2 separate regions of the Sus scrofa genome follow, and region 1 is linked to region 2. Evidence: chromatin contacts called from public Hi-C data. All regions are on one chromosome and are shown on one strand. Each heading gives the region's core, a stretch centred on a gene start, on an enhancer-like site or on the middle of the called end of the contact. The rest is flanking DNA. Distances are from core to core; before and after follow the strand shown. Region 1 has its middle 20 kb from the start of PTGES. Region 2 holds the start of ASB6 (ankyrin repeat and SOCS box containing 6).

Region 1 (6,734 bases), core at 4,175-6,674, 110 kb after region 2:
CCAACATCTGGGTTTCAGACCTCTGGACTCCAGAACTATGAGGGAATACAATTCTGTTGTTTGTTTGTTTGTTTAATTTCTTAAAATTTATTTTCTTTTTTTGGCTGCCAGGAGCCCTTAGGCCAGGGATCAGATCCAAGCCACAGTTTTGACCTATGCCAAAGCTGCGGCAATGCCGGATCCTTTAACCCGCTGTGCTGGGCCAGGGATTGAACCCGCATCCTGGCACTGCAGAGGTGCGACTGATCCCATGGGGCCAAAACAGAAACTCAAAATTCTGTTATTGAAACCACCCTGCTGGTTGGATCTCCAGAGAGTGCTTACTTCATATAATCCAGCCAAAGACAAAACGATTTCTTTAACTGATACTGCCGACTTGAAAATAAACCTACAGACACATCTCCTGGACCCCCAGAGACCCAAGGACTGCAGATGGGAAGTGCTGTCCTGGTTCAGCTCCTTGTTTGTGGACAAGGAGCCAGAGAGGGGAGGCGTCCTCCCTGGTTATGGGTTAAAGAAGAGTGAGAAAGGGGAGTTCCCATTGTGGCTCAGTGGTTAATGAATCTGACTAGGAAACATGAGGTTTCGGGTTCGATCCCTGGCCTTGCTCCATGGGTTAAGGATCCAGCGTTGCCGTGGCTGCGGCGTAGGCTGGTGGCTACAGCTCTGATTAGACCGCTAGCCTGGGAACCTCCATATGCTGAGGGAGCGGCCCTAGAAAAAGGCAAAAAACAAAAAAAAAGAAGAGTAAGAAAGGGCCAAGGTCACCTGGACGGCTGTTGCTCCAGAGCTGTGCTGCCCAACGAAAACACCACGAATGCAAGCCACATGCGTAATCAGAGTTCCAGCATCGCTGTCAGCTGTGGCATAGGCCATAGACACAGCTCAGCTCAGATCTGGCATTGCTGTGGCTGTGGCATAGGCTGGCAGCTGCAGCCCTGATTAGACCCCTAGCCCAGGAACTTCCATAAGCGGTGGGTATGACCATAAAAAATAAACAAACCAAAACGAAAAACCCAGAAATGTATTCCCTCATGGTTCTGGAGGCTCTGGGTCTGAAACCAAGGTGTCCGCAGGGCTGTGCTCCCTACCACAGCCTCGTGGGGAGAATCTGTCCCTTGCCTCGTCTGGCTGCTGGTGGCTGCTGACATTCCTTGGCTTGTGGCTGCATTCCTTCTGTTTCTGCTTCCACAACCATGCTTCCTTCTCTTCCTCTTCTTTGTGTGTCTGCGTCAAATTTCCTTCTGCCTCCCACTTATAAGGACACATGTGACCAAGTTTAGGGTTTAGCTGGATAATCCAGGATAATCGCCTCATCTCAAGACCCCCTTTTTTTTTTTACCATGGAAGTTCCCAGGCTAGGGGTCCAATAGGAGCTGCAGCTGCCAACCACAGCCACAGCCACACCAGACTCAAGCCAAGCCACGTCTGCGACCTACACCACAGCTGATGGTAAGGCTAGATCCTTAACCCACTGAGCAAGGCCAGGGATCAAACCCACATCCTCATGGATACTAGTCAAGTTTTTTAACCCCTGACCCACAATGGGAATTCCCTCAAGAACTTTAATTGAACCACAACTGCAAAGAAAAATCCCTCTTCCATTATAGCAATATTTACAGGTTCCAGGAGTTAGCATCTGATATCCTTAGGGGATACTGTTCAACCTACTCTCATAACATGTTTTATTCAACCCAATAGACCCAAAATATCATCATTTTAACATGTAATCACTATTTTCAAATGATTAATTAGATATTTAACTTTTTTTCATATTGGGTCTTCAAAATCGGGTATGAATTCTCCATCATGGTCCATCTCAATCTGGACATTCCACCTGTTGGGAGCTCAAGGACCACATCTGGCTTTCGGCTGCAGTATGACAGGGCAGCTGTGCATAAACTATTCTAAGACTTGTCTTTCTGGTTTTTTATGTCTTTAAGACACATGGTACAGAGGTCACAGATGTGATTACAATCTCAGACAAAACTCATGCCTTTCAGTTCAGACGGAAAGACTTGTAAATTAAGCTGTCGAAGCTGACCTAGAAATATGTGCCCAAAGTGGGGGGCGGGAGGGGGGGTCGCTGATTTTGAGCAAGTTGGACTTAAAAGGTCAACTCTGAAAACCCCAATTTTTTTACCCAAAGAACAGCAAATTCCACTTCCCATCTCTAAAACTCCCAGGGAAGAGTTTTACAGCTTGAAAAGCACTGATTTCCTGTGACCACCGCATATGTGAAACCTTCTTATTCCACTTCTGGAGAAGGTAAAACTGAGGCCTGGAGACGCCAAGTACCCTGCCACCAGGGCCCAGGGGTTGAGGAGCCGGAAGGAGCAAAGAGGCCAGAGTTACTGCTGGGACCATAGCTTCCTGAGCACCGCCCTTCCCCTCTCCGAACCTCGGGTTCCCCAGCTCTAAAATGGGCACGAGAATAGGCCTTCCTCCAAGGGTAATTAGTGAGCTAACCCAGGTAGCAGGTAGAATTGTGTCATTAAATGTAAACTATCAGTGATGCTGGTGGTGCTGGTTTAACACCTGAGAGATTCAACTCCGCCAGTCTGATTCCAGAGGCAGAGCCCAGGGACGGCGGATGCCTGTGTGTGGAAGGGCCACTGGCCCTCTGTTTGTCAGTCCAGTGGGGGTAGAGACTGGTAGCCAACTAATTACAGCAGGATGAGAACCACAATGATGTGTCTGTACCAGGTGAGGAGAGATGCATCGAGGAGAAAGGTTGGGGGGTCGGGGGGGGGCGCTGCTGGGTTGCCCAGGAACCTGACTGGCTGGTTGGAAGCCAGGGTTTGTACTGGACGAGCCCAGAATTTAGGCCTTGTCTGAGCCTCCATAAGGGTCTCCCCCGACAGCAAACACATATAGGTAGCAGGATCTTCCCCCGGAAAACCGGCCCAGGCAATTCCTGGTCCAGGACGACCAAGGCCACAGCTGATTGGCCACAGCAGAGAGCACCTGACCACAGGCAGCCAATGGGAGGCTAGCCAACGGCCAATGAACTCCACAGCTGGGGAGAGCTCCGCCCCAAAGGTGCTCCCAGGGTAGAACAGAAGAGATGGAAAGGTGAACCGCTGGTGCAGGAGCCTGGGCCCCCCGGAGGAGTCTGAGCTCAGGGGCCCCGAGGGAATGGCTGCGTGTGATAGGAGCTGAGCAAAGAACGTTGACACACAGGCCCCTCGTGAATCTGCTTCGGGTCCTGGCCAGCCCTGGGATCCTCACCTGTGTTCCATTCCCACCTGAGAGCTTCCTTTTGTACCGTAGCATCCTCACTGTAAGTCCCTTCATCCCAGCATCCTCAGCGTGGCTCTGCCTCAGCAACAGCAAAATCACCCACAACCAGCCAGAGCTAGTTAGCGCTGTTCTGCCAGCTGCTCTCCTGGACTCTGGGGTCCCCCAGAAGCCGAGGCCCCACAGAAGCCCATTTCAGATCCTGCTTGTCTGTGAGTACTGCAGGGTAAGACATTTTTCATGCAAGCCTCTCACTGCGCCCCTGCCCACTACCCGACCCCAGCCCCTCCACCATGAAGGCCTCCTTGCTCTCACCTCATCCCGAATCCAGTCCTTAGCACAGAAGAGCAGAGTATTGGCCTAGACCAGCCCCTCTCAACCAGCAGCCCCGTCCTCACTCCATGTTTCTGGCCGGGCCATTCTCTGGGCAAGATTCTGGCCACGTGGACCCATCAAAGGCCACTCGGGCCATGGGTGTGTCACCGTGGAGCATGTTGGCGGCGACTGACCAGCGCTCTCCGGAGCAGGGTCAGACCACAAGGAGGAGCCGGACAGTTTGCCTCCAAGAAAAGCATAAGACCTGGCAAAGAGAACTGACTCTTATCTCCTGGAAAGAGACAGAGCTGAGAGACAGAGCTTCAGCCTCGGCTGGGAACACAGGCGGGACAGTAAACTTAGTGATAAAATAATAATTCTTATGTACAAGATTAATGGTAATAAGAGCTAACTAGGGCGATCAGGATTCCTCCTGGCGTGGCCAGAAAGGCCCAGAGTTTGGGCCACCATGGAACCCAAGTTTGGAACCACTGCGTTCCTCTCCGCAGTGCTCAGGGTGGTGGCTGAGGGCCTCATCTCTCAGTGGGGAAGGCACGTGAGGAGTCTGCATAAGACAGCTACGCAGAATGGAGCTGGAGGAGGCTTACTGGTGCACAGAGATACTCCTGAGAATAACCCAGATACTCCGTTTGATTTCATACCAGAAAACTCTAAGAGGATAGAGGCAATTGTATTTAAAAAGAGAAAGAAAAAAACCTACCGCAAAGGGCAGAAAGCAGCAGCTGTGCTTCCAGTCCTGCATTTAGCCCAAAGCCAGAATGCATGGCTGCCCATCTCTGCTATGAACAAGGCGGCAGACATTTTGCAAGTACCGCCCATAAGAGCATATGAAGTAGCAACTTTATACAACATATAATCAAAAACCTGTTCAAATATGAACGTGTCATCTTCAAGCCTGCACCCCTACGCCTTGCAGGCTTTGAAACTGACAGCAGGAGTTCCTGTTGTGGCGCAGTGGTTAACGAATCCGACTAGGAACCATGAGGTTGCGGGTTCGGTCCCTGCCCTTGCTCAGTGGGTTGACGATCCGGCGTTGCCGTGAGCTGTGGTGTAGGTTGCAGACACGGCTCGGATCCCGCATTGCTGTGGCTCTGGCGTAGGCCGGTGGCTACAGCTGCAATTCACCCCTAGCCTGGGAACCTCCATATGCCGCGGGAGCGGCCCAAGAAATGGCAACAACAACAACAACAAAAAGAAACTGACAGCATGCTTGAGGTCATTCAGAAAAAGCTGGGATAAAGGTTGGGGAGACTATGCCTGACAAATTTTTCACTCTTACAGAAGTGGCATGTCATTTATTTGAACCTGTGTAAACGCACCAATGGTTCAAATACACGACAGCTGCTATGAGGATCTGACACCTGAGGATACTGAAGACATTATTGGTGAACTCGAGGTGGGCAAAGTCCCCCAACCTGGGCCAAGGAGTGGACACTTCTCTTGTGAGCCAGCTGGGGGTTTTGCCTCTTTGACTGAACCTCCTATAGGACCTGGCTTTGGCGTGCAAGCAGCCCTTTCATTTATATTCAACTGTAAACATGTCACTGGAGAAATAAAGTGTGAATCTCCTTCCTTAAAAAACAAAAACAAAAGCAAGCGCCAACTAGCCGGCAGACATGGTGCCCAGTGCTTTATAGACACATGAGCCCATGGTCTTCCTTAATCCCATTTTAGAAATGAGGAAGTTGAGATTCTGGAAGAGTGAAGTAATTAGTTAATGGCTGTGCTAAACCACGGAGAGATCTGTATACATATGTATCTGGTGTATGGGAAGAAGGCTCTCGGGAGGCCGGAGGAGGAGGAAGGGGCGTGGCCGGGAAGGGAGCTGATCGCCCATTGGCCCAGAAGGATGCTCCGACCTTCCCCCAGATCTCAGGTTTCCAGTCTGGACTCTCGCTCTCAGAACCGCAGCCAAGTAGCCCGTGGGCTGGAATCGATGGCTCAGCCCAGAGCGTGGGCTGTTGGGGGTGGGTGGCCAGAGCTTTCTGAACCTGGAGCCAGGAAAGGATTCGATGTGTCCCTTGCCGCCCCACCCCCCCTGCTGCAGCCGGGGACCCAGGCAGCTAAGCCATCCTGGAAGACCCTGTCCCTCTTGTCTCATCCTGAGCCACCCCGCTCCAGCTCTGGGGGCAGCACAGTTTGGGCCCCAGGCTTGGCACTAAGGGAAAAGCGCTTCTTGCTCCTGCTCAGATGCCAAATCGTCACCCAGTCGTCAGTGACACCCAGGCTCTGCACGGAGCATGTGAAAATGCCGGCCTGTGACCGGAATGCCAGGGCCAGTCCCTTGTGGGAACCAGGGACACATGAGGCTCCAGGACAGTCATTTCTAAAGGTTGCAGAATAAAGTGGGGGACCCAAGGGCCCAGCAGAGCAGAATGAACTTGAGAATGAATGGCTCCCTCATTCATTCTCTTTTATGGGGAGAGGGGGCTGCCCCGAAGCAAGGAGAAGCTCCCGGGCCAGGAATCAAACCCGCCGCAGTTGCAACCTGTGCCACAGCTGCAGCAAACCAGGAATCCCTAACCACTGCTACACACCTCACTCATTCATTCATTCATTCGTCCATTCAGCCCCTAAACCCTGAGCATGTCAGTGTTCCAGGCACTGTTCTGGGTCCCAGGGTCCCAGGGACCATGGCACAGGCGCCCTGTTCCTCTGTTCTCTTGGTTCTCTCTCCAAGACAGACACTTGACCTGGTGACCTTTCTCCAACCCAGACCTGCAGTTGCTCTGAGCCAGCCTTGGCCGCGCTCCCTCCTGCCTCTTAACCCGCCTCCGGGTGCCTCTGCCTGAGCTCAGCAGGGGATGACTTTAGCGATGTCACCCATCACCATGGCGCCCGAGGGGGCTTCAGGCTCCAGCTTTCTCCTCCCTTCCCTCAAGCATGACTCAGGAGGGGACAGGCCCGGGGCTGTGTAAGGCTCTCCATTTTTACGCAATCGCCTTCTTCACTCAAACCACAGGCCTTGCGGGGGGGAGGAGGGGGGCCCTCCGCTGCCTCTCAACCCTCTGACGGCCAAGGTTCAGACACTGGGTAAATAAAGAGCCACTCCGCTGCTGGGGGTCAAGGCCAGTCTTCGGGGAAAGTGCCACAGTGGAAGGAAGACTGCCTTCCAGAGTCACCCTCTGTCCAGCAAGGCTGAGACCTCCTCCTCCCTC
Region 2 (6,520 bases), core at 741-3,240:
AGCTCTGATTTGACCTCTAGCCTGGGAACTTCCATATGCCACGGGTGCAGCCCTAAAAAGAAAAAAAAATAAATAAATAAACCCCTGTGGCTATAAGTCAGGGTCTGCAAGTCTCCTGGCTGACCTCCCCCCCCCGAAAATGGCCCCGTCTCCATCCCCCAGCACACAAGCTAGATGCCAGCATGGTTCTGCTGTGATTTATGCTTAATGTGTCTTCTCCGTTTTCCCCTCTCCCTATGACAGGAACAAAAATGCAAGATGCCTCAGAATGAGTGGCAGAAAATTACTTTTCCTTACTTAGCTCTGGGCACAGTGCCAGCAGCCACTTTTTCACATTAATGGAAGCGATTTAGCTGGGAGCTGGGAGGAGTCTGCTAAGTCAATCTCATGGTAGAAACAGCGACAAACTCGCTCTTGGACTTGAGGTGGCTAAGGGCCACTTGAAAGCCCACAAGGGGACGGGAGGCCACCCAGTGTGGCTGTCCTTGGTCACCACCCATGAAATAAATAAATGAGGCAAGTAGCTCCTGAGAAAAGCCTGAAGGCTTGGTCGCCCATCCAGAGCAGGGCCACACTTAAGCCACCTATCACCCCAGGTCCTCTGGGCTCCAGCTGACCTTCAAAGTTGAGGTTGGCTCCATTCCGCAGGAGAACGTCAGCGGCACGGGTCAGCCCCAGCTCGGCCATCTTCAGCAGGGCGTTGCTCACGCCTTCCTGGTAGAAGGGAGAGTGGGCCTTTCTCTCCAGCAGCTCAGTGAGAACAAGGATCCGGCTCTCCTCACTCGCGACATAACTGGGTCTGGGGCAGGAGAGGGGGGACTAGTTGAGGGTGGGAACAGCTGTGGGACCAGCTGGCTGGGCACCCTGTGGGTGGGTGGCCTTTGGTCTCCTGATGTCATTCCCCCCGTCTCCCCCCAAATCACTCCCCCAAGGCAGGGCAGAAAGTCTCTTCAGAAAAGGTCTGTGGCAGAGAGAGGGCCAAGCTGGATCCTTCTACTGGAGCAGATGCCTCGGGTTTACCAAGAAAGGACAGGGGTTGTCTTCGGCCTCCTTCCATGTTGCCCAGAGAATCTGGCCCCTGGCATGGATACAAAGCCTCATACACCTGGACTGTTGGCACTGAAGGGAACCCTTGTGGCCAAGAGTGAGAACCAGACACTGCGGGACCAGCCCAGGGCAGTCAGCAGACTTCCTGCCTGCTCACACCCAAAGTCAGTCAGCCTCCCCGTCTTCCAAAGGCTGAGAGCAGCAAAGCCTTCTGCACCTTTGCCCCAACCCACCCAGCTTCCCCGCCAATTCCAGCTGATCCCAGAAACAGACACCTGATCCCTCTTTCCTCTGTTCCACCTAAGGCATTAAACACTTTACTAACGATTGTCAGTCTCTCTTTTCTGGAGCATAAGCATCGTGAAGGCTGGGAGTTTGTTTAGCTCACTGATGTACCGCAAACGATTCACTTTCTAACACCCTTCCCAGAGATTCACGGATAGACCCGCGCCTGGATGTACAATTGCAAACTCGGCTACAGAAAGCTCACTTCGCACTGCTCACAGATGCCACCCGGCTGCCCTGCAACTCCAGGTGGAGGGCACATGACAGGCAGGGTGCAGGGTGGGGCCCTGAGGCGAAGGCCCTGCAAACACCGCACCCTCCAGCCCTCCGGGCGCTGGCCCGGAGCACCCTTCCCCCAGCGCGTCTCGGTCTCATCTGTTAGGTGGGGACACCGCCCGCCCCGCCATGTTTGTCGTGACAATGAAGGGGGAGCAGTGCCGAGTCGGAGGGGGGCAGGGAGCGAGTTACCCGTCCAGGGGTTCCTGCCGCTCAGGGTCCTGGATCCCCAAGGAGCCCAGAATCGCGTCCACCAGCGGCTGGTACTCGAAGATGATCCTCCGGAAGCCGTGCAGGAACGGCATTGCGGCGGCCGCACCCTCCGCTGAGGCCGAGACGCCGACTGCGAGCGTTCCGGCAGCCGCGGTCTTGGCCAGGTTTGGCCACTACTGGTCCAGTCCCCGAACCCGGCCTCATACACAGCCCAACCCGCTGCTCCGCGCCGGAAGTGACTCTCGCACTTGCACTTCCGGTCCCTCCGGCCCAGGAAAGAGAGTCGGGGTGACAGCGCCCTCTGCCGTCCGGGAGGACCGAGCGCCTTCGGGAGCGCGATTTGGGGGTATCTTGTGCGGCGGGGGTCCCTGGAGAATGGAGGGCGCCGACCTGCAGTCCACCGGGATCCCAGCCCTTCGCTGGCCCGCCCTTTCCCGGTCCGGCCTGGCTCCACCCTGCGATCCCGCCCGCGGCCGCTGGGCGCCGTCCGAACTCCGCCCGTTGCGCACAGCGGCCGGACCCCTGCCCAACTCTCTGCGGCAGTGGAGGGGTCTCGAACTCCAGGTGTCCCCTGGCCCCCCTGAGCTTGGGTCAGACCGCGGCTTGGCCTGGCTCTTGCCCCCCCCCCCCCCCCGCCCCCGCCGACTGGACCACATCCACCCTGACGGGCGATGGGGCAATTCCTTAGCCTCTGTCCCCTGGAAGCTCCTCTCCCTGCCAGCTGGGGGCTTCTTCCCCTTTCTCTGCCTTGATGGACTCAATGAACTTTAATTTCTTCATCTGTGAAATGGGGATAATCAAACCCATGCAAGATCCTAGACCAAGAGCTCTGTTACTGTGGGTGGAAGTGTAGCCTAGCAGGAAGGGGACCGGGCCTGGGGTACTTTTCTGGAGTTTAGGTATCTACCCCTGGGCCTCACATTTAACCTCTGCAACCTCGAGGCCCACAGGGGAGCCCTGATGACTTCACTTTTGTCCCCCCTGCTTTTTAGGGCTGCACCCGCAGGTTCTCAGGCTAGGGGTCAAATTGGAGCAGGCCTACACCACAGCCACAGCAACTCCAGACCCAAGCCGTGTCTGTGACCTACACCACAGCTCACGGTGATGCTAGATCCGTAACCCACGGAGTGAGGCCAGGGATCAAACCCACAACCTCATGCTTCCTAGTCGGATTCGTTTTCCACTGGGCCACAACGGGAACGCCCCTGATGACCTCATGATTCTGGAAAGCCCGTTATGAAGAGGTGTGCCAGTCCCAGCCGTTCACATGGCAGCTTGGGTCTCACCAGCCCCCACCCCTTCCCATGTGGACTCAGGAGCCTCTCCTGTCCAGCACCTGCCAGAGACCAGAGCTGTTGAGGAAAGTAGAAAACGTTTAGAGACAAGTTTAAAGCCAACCGCATGTGTCTATGATTAAACATAAAAAATGAGTAGAAAAGGGCTCCCCTGCCCCCAAGAGCCGAACAGTCTTAGCAAGAAAGCCCAATCCAAAGCGTCCTCAGTCCGGCTATGGGGACCGAACAGGGGCTGGATAATTGCTCACTGCACTTATGATTCCGTTTATAAGGTTGTTGTGCGGATCAGGTGACAAGCTATTAAAAATCCCCATCAGGCCTTAGAAGCCCTCCTTTTGTCCCTCCATCCCACTGCCTAAGGAGCAAGGAAGAGGAGTAGGGCAGCCCAGGTTAGGTTCGCCAGGAGACCACAGCATCCCTGGTTCCCAGCACACTTCATTTTTTTTTTTTTTTCTTTGCCTTTTAGGGCATAAGGAAGTTCCCAGGCTAGGGGTTGAATCAGAGCTACAGCTGCCAGGCTACACCCCAGCTCGCAGCAGTGCCAGATCCTTAACCCACTGCCCACTGCCCACTGAGCAAGGCCAGGGATTGAACCTGCATCCTCTTGGATACTAATCGGATTCGTTACTGCTGAGCCACGATGGGAACTCCTGCCCTGGTTCTTGATCCTGGAAGTCTCTTCTCCTGGAGTGAAATTGGGAGACTGCTCACACAGAGATGGAGAATTTCCAGCTTGTCCTGTAAAACCAGGCGATCCGACACCCGGGCCCATATTCCCGTCTGGCAATGAAGCGCATCTGGAGGTGGCATTTGCTCCAATGTGCCTCAGTCTCCCCAGGTGTTACCCTGGGGGGTCGGGGAATGTCTGCTCCCATTTGAAGGGTCCACCCTCCACCCTCCAATTGGTCAAGGCTCTGAAGGGCACAGCAGCCCCCAGACGACCTAAAGGTGTCACAGCCCTATTTGATCCTGGGTGACTTGCTCCACGGCGCAGGGCTGAGAGGCCTGGTAAAGGGAAAAGCGTGTGTCAGTAGCTAGATGGGGTCTGTGGCAGAACTGGGGTTGGGGGAAGGTTCTGGCAGCCCCAGGTACTGCTGGGCTTTTGGTGACATCACCCCCCAATCTCTGCCCACCTGTCTTTTTTTTTTTTTTTTTAAAGACTGCCCCTGAGGCATATGAAAGTTCCCAGGCTAGGGGTCGAATCAGAGTTGCAGCTGCCTGTCTAAGCCACAGCCATGGCAACCCCGGATCCAAGCCGCATCTGTGAACTATACAGCAGTTTGCGTCAACAGTGGAATCTTAACCCGCTGAGCAAGGCCAGGTATTGAACCTGCATCCTCATGGATACTAGTCGGGTATCCGGGTATGCGGGTTTTTCTTAACCCGCAGGGCCACCCAGGGAATTCCTGCCTACCCCTGTCTTCCAGTGGCTTTCTTCCCTGTGTCTGTGTCTCTGTCCTAATCTCCCTGTCCTCTCTAAATAGCACCAGTCACTGGGTTTGGGACCCACCCTAATCCAGAATGAACTCACTTTTTTGTTTTCTTTGTCGGCCGCCCCAAGGCCTGTGGCGTTCCCAGACCAGAGATGAAACCTGAGCTATGCTTTCAACCTGCGCCACAGCTGCAGCAACACCAGCGCCTTTAACCCACTGCGCCTGGCCGGGGCTCGAACCTGCGTCCTGGTGCTCCACCACCAATCCTGTTGTGCCACAGCGGGAACTCCTGGACTCATCTTACGTTGACTACCTTTGCAAAAACTCTATTTCCAGATAAGATCACGGGTGTAGGTTTCAAGGGGTTAGGATTTGAATGTGTCTCTTTGGTGGACACAATAACGCTGCTTCAGTGGGTGACCCCAGGCTGGCCCTTCTGATCTCTGGGCCTCACCCAGAGTTTCCCCACCTGTAACCTGAAGGCCCTTCAGCTCTGAGAGTCCTGGAGTCAATAAAGAGGTCTTTGGTGTCACCGACGGTCTCTGGCAACAAGAGAACTATCATTGGTGCTTAGGACAGTGACAATCACGAGTTAACCTGACATACTGAGCCCTTTCGATGTGCCAGGCCCTGTGCGAAACGCTTGACATACTGCTCTTCATACACCCTGCTAAGCCGATGATGGTGTTAACACCTTTTCTTCAAACAAGAAACCTGAGGCTCAGAGAGGTTTGGGTACCGGCCCAACGTTGCACAGCTAGGCTGGAATTGTAACCCCAGTTTGGGGGACTCTTCCATGTACCTGGCCTCCAGGGCTCAAGTGCCTCGCAGCTTCTCCGGCTCTGGCCCTGGGAGGGTCCGGGCATGCCGCAGAGAGGAGCTGGCCCCTGCTCTGTCACAGCCCTTGGGCACCACACAGTGGAGCAGCCCTGCCGCCAGCCCGTCGCCCAGGCTCCTATCTTTAGAAAGCTCTGTGACCCATGACCTCCTTCCCGTCAGTAAGGGCAACCCCTGTTTCCTCCATCTGCCTCCCATTAAGGCTCTGTCGTCAGAGGCTCTCATTTCAGCTCTGAACCTTCTCTCTTCTTTCCCTGCTATTGCCTCTCACTGTCCTGCCAGCCCAGCCACTTCCTGCCACCCAACGCCAGCGTTCTTAGCAGGCTGGGGGGCCTGGGGCCAAGCACCCAGTGATCAGACCCTGGCAGGGTCTGTCCCTGACTCCTCCTCCCCAGGGAGTTTGGGAGTCCCTCTGACTATCCAATGCACAGAGAGGAGTAACCTTAATATATAAAGCACTTTTAAAAATCGACAAGAGGGAGTTCCCGCTGTGGTGCAATGGGTTAAGGATCCGGCACCGTCTCTGTGGTGGCCCGGGTTTGACCCCTGGCCTGGCACAGTCTAAAAAGGATCCAGCGTTGCCACAGGTGTGGCACAGGTTGCAGCTGTGGCTTGAATTCAGTCCCTGGCCTGGGAACTTCCATATGCCTGGGGTCTGGCCATTAAAAAAAAATCAACAATAAGAAGGCAAAAATACTAACAAAAAAATGGGCAGAGGACATGCATAGTGAGTCACAAAGGATGGAAAACTGTCAACAAAATGAGGAGAGACGTTTAGCCACTCCAGTGGTCCAACGCCAACAATGGTAACAGCCGACTTACAGAACTTAACCACGTGCTAGACTCTGTCCTATAGCAGCTCACCAAAGCGAGTTATAGAACAGTAGGTGCCGTCTGATCCCATTTAGGGAAAAAGCTCTTTGTGTGTGTGTGTGTGTGTGTGTGTGTGCACGCACGCACGCACCTGTGCATGAGCAGGAATAATTCTTTTTTTGTTTGTTTTTGTTTTGGTCTTTTTAGAGCTGCACCTGCGGCATATGGAAGTTCCCAGGTTGGGGGTCCAATCAAAATTGCAGCCAGTGGCCTGTACCACAGCCGCAGCCATGTGAGACCCAAGCCTCCACTGCAGCTCAG

The links. Hi-C and Micro-C count contacts between places; a contact is called where the count stands out from the background.
Region 1: a contact with region 2 is called in a Hi-C map of skeletal muscle, with 2.9 times the contacts expected there. The contact joins the enhancer-like site here to the promoter of ASB6 in region 2. A contact is called at or near these places in 16 of 47 Hi-C or Micro-C datasets (alveolar macrophages, brain, embryonic fibroblasts and 10 more) and 1 of 2 datasets of contacts at active chromatin or transcription factors (skeletal muscle).

The regions. Positions count from the first base shown.
Region 1 is chr1:269,940,632-269,947,365 of Sscrofa11.1, forward strand. It overlaps the pseudogene LOC100521599. Among named protein-coding and RNA genes, the nearest start is that of PTGES, 20 kb to the left of the region's middle. Within about 2 kb of position 5,425, at least 35 of the 83 cell types and tissues checked have an H3K27ac peak or open chromatin away from gene starts, as enhancers often do. A contact at or near this core is called in alveolar macrophages, embryonic fibroblasts, omental adipose tissue and 2 more, where this site is marked.
Region 2 is chr1:269,832,216-269,838,735 of Sscrofa11.1, forward strand. ASB6 (ankyrin repeat and SOCS box containing 6) reads right to left here and starts at 1,991. Exons shown (of 6, transcript NM_001099937.2): 1 at 1,801-1,991; 2 at 618-799. The coding sequence starts at 1,913.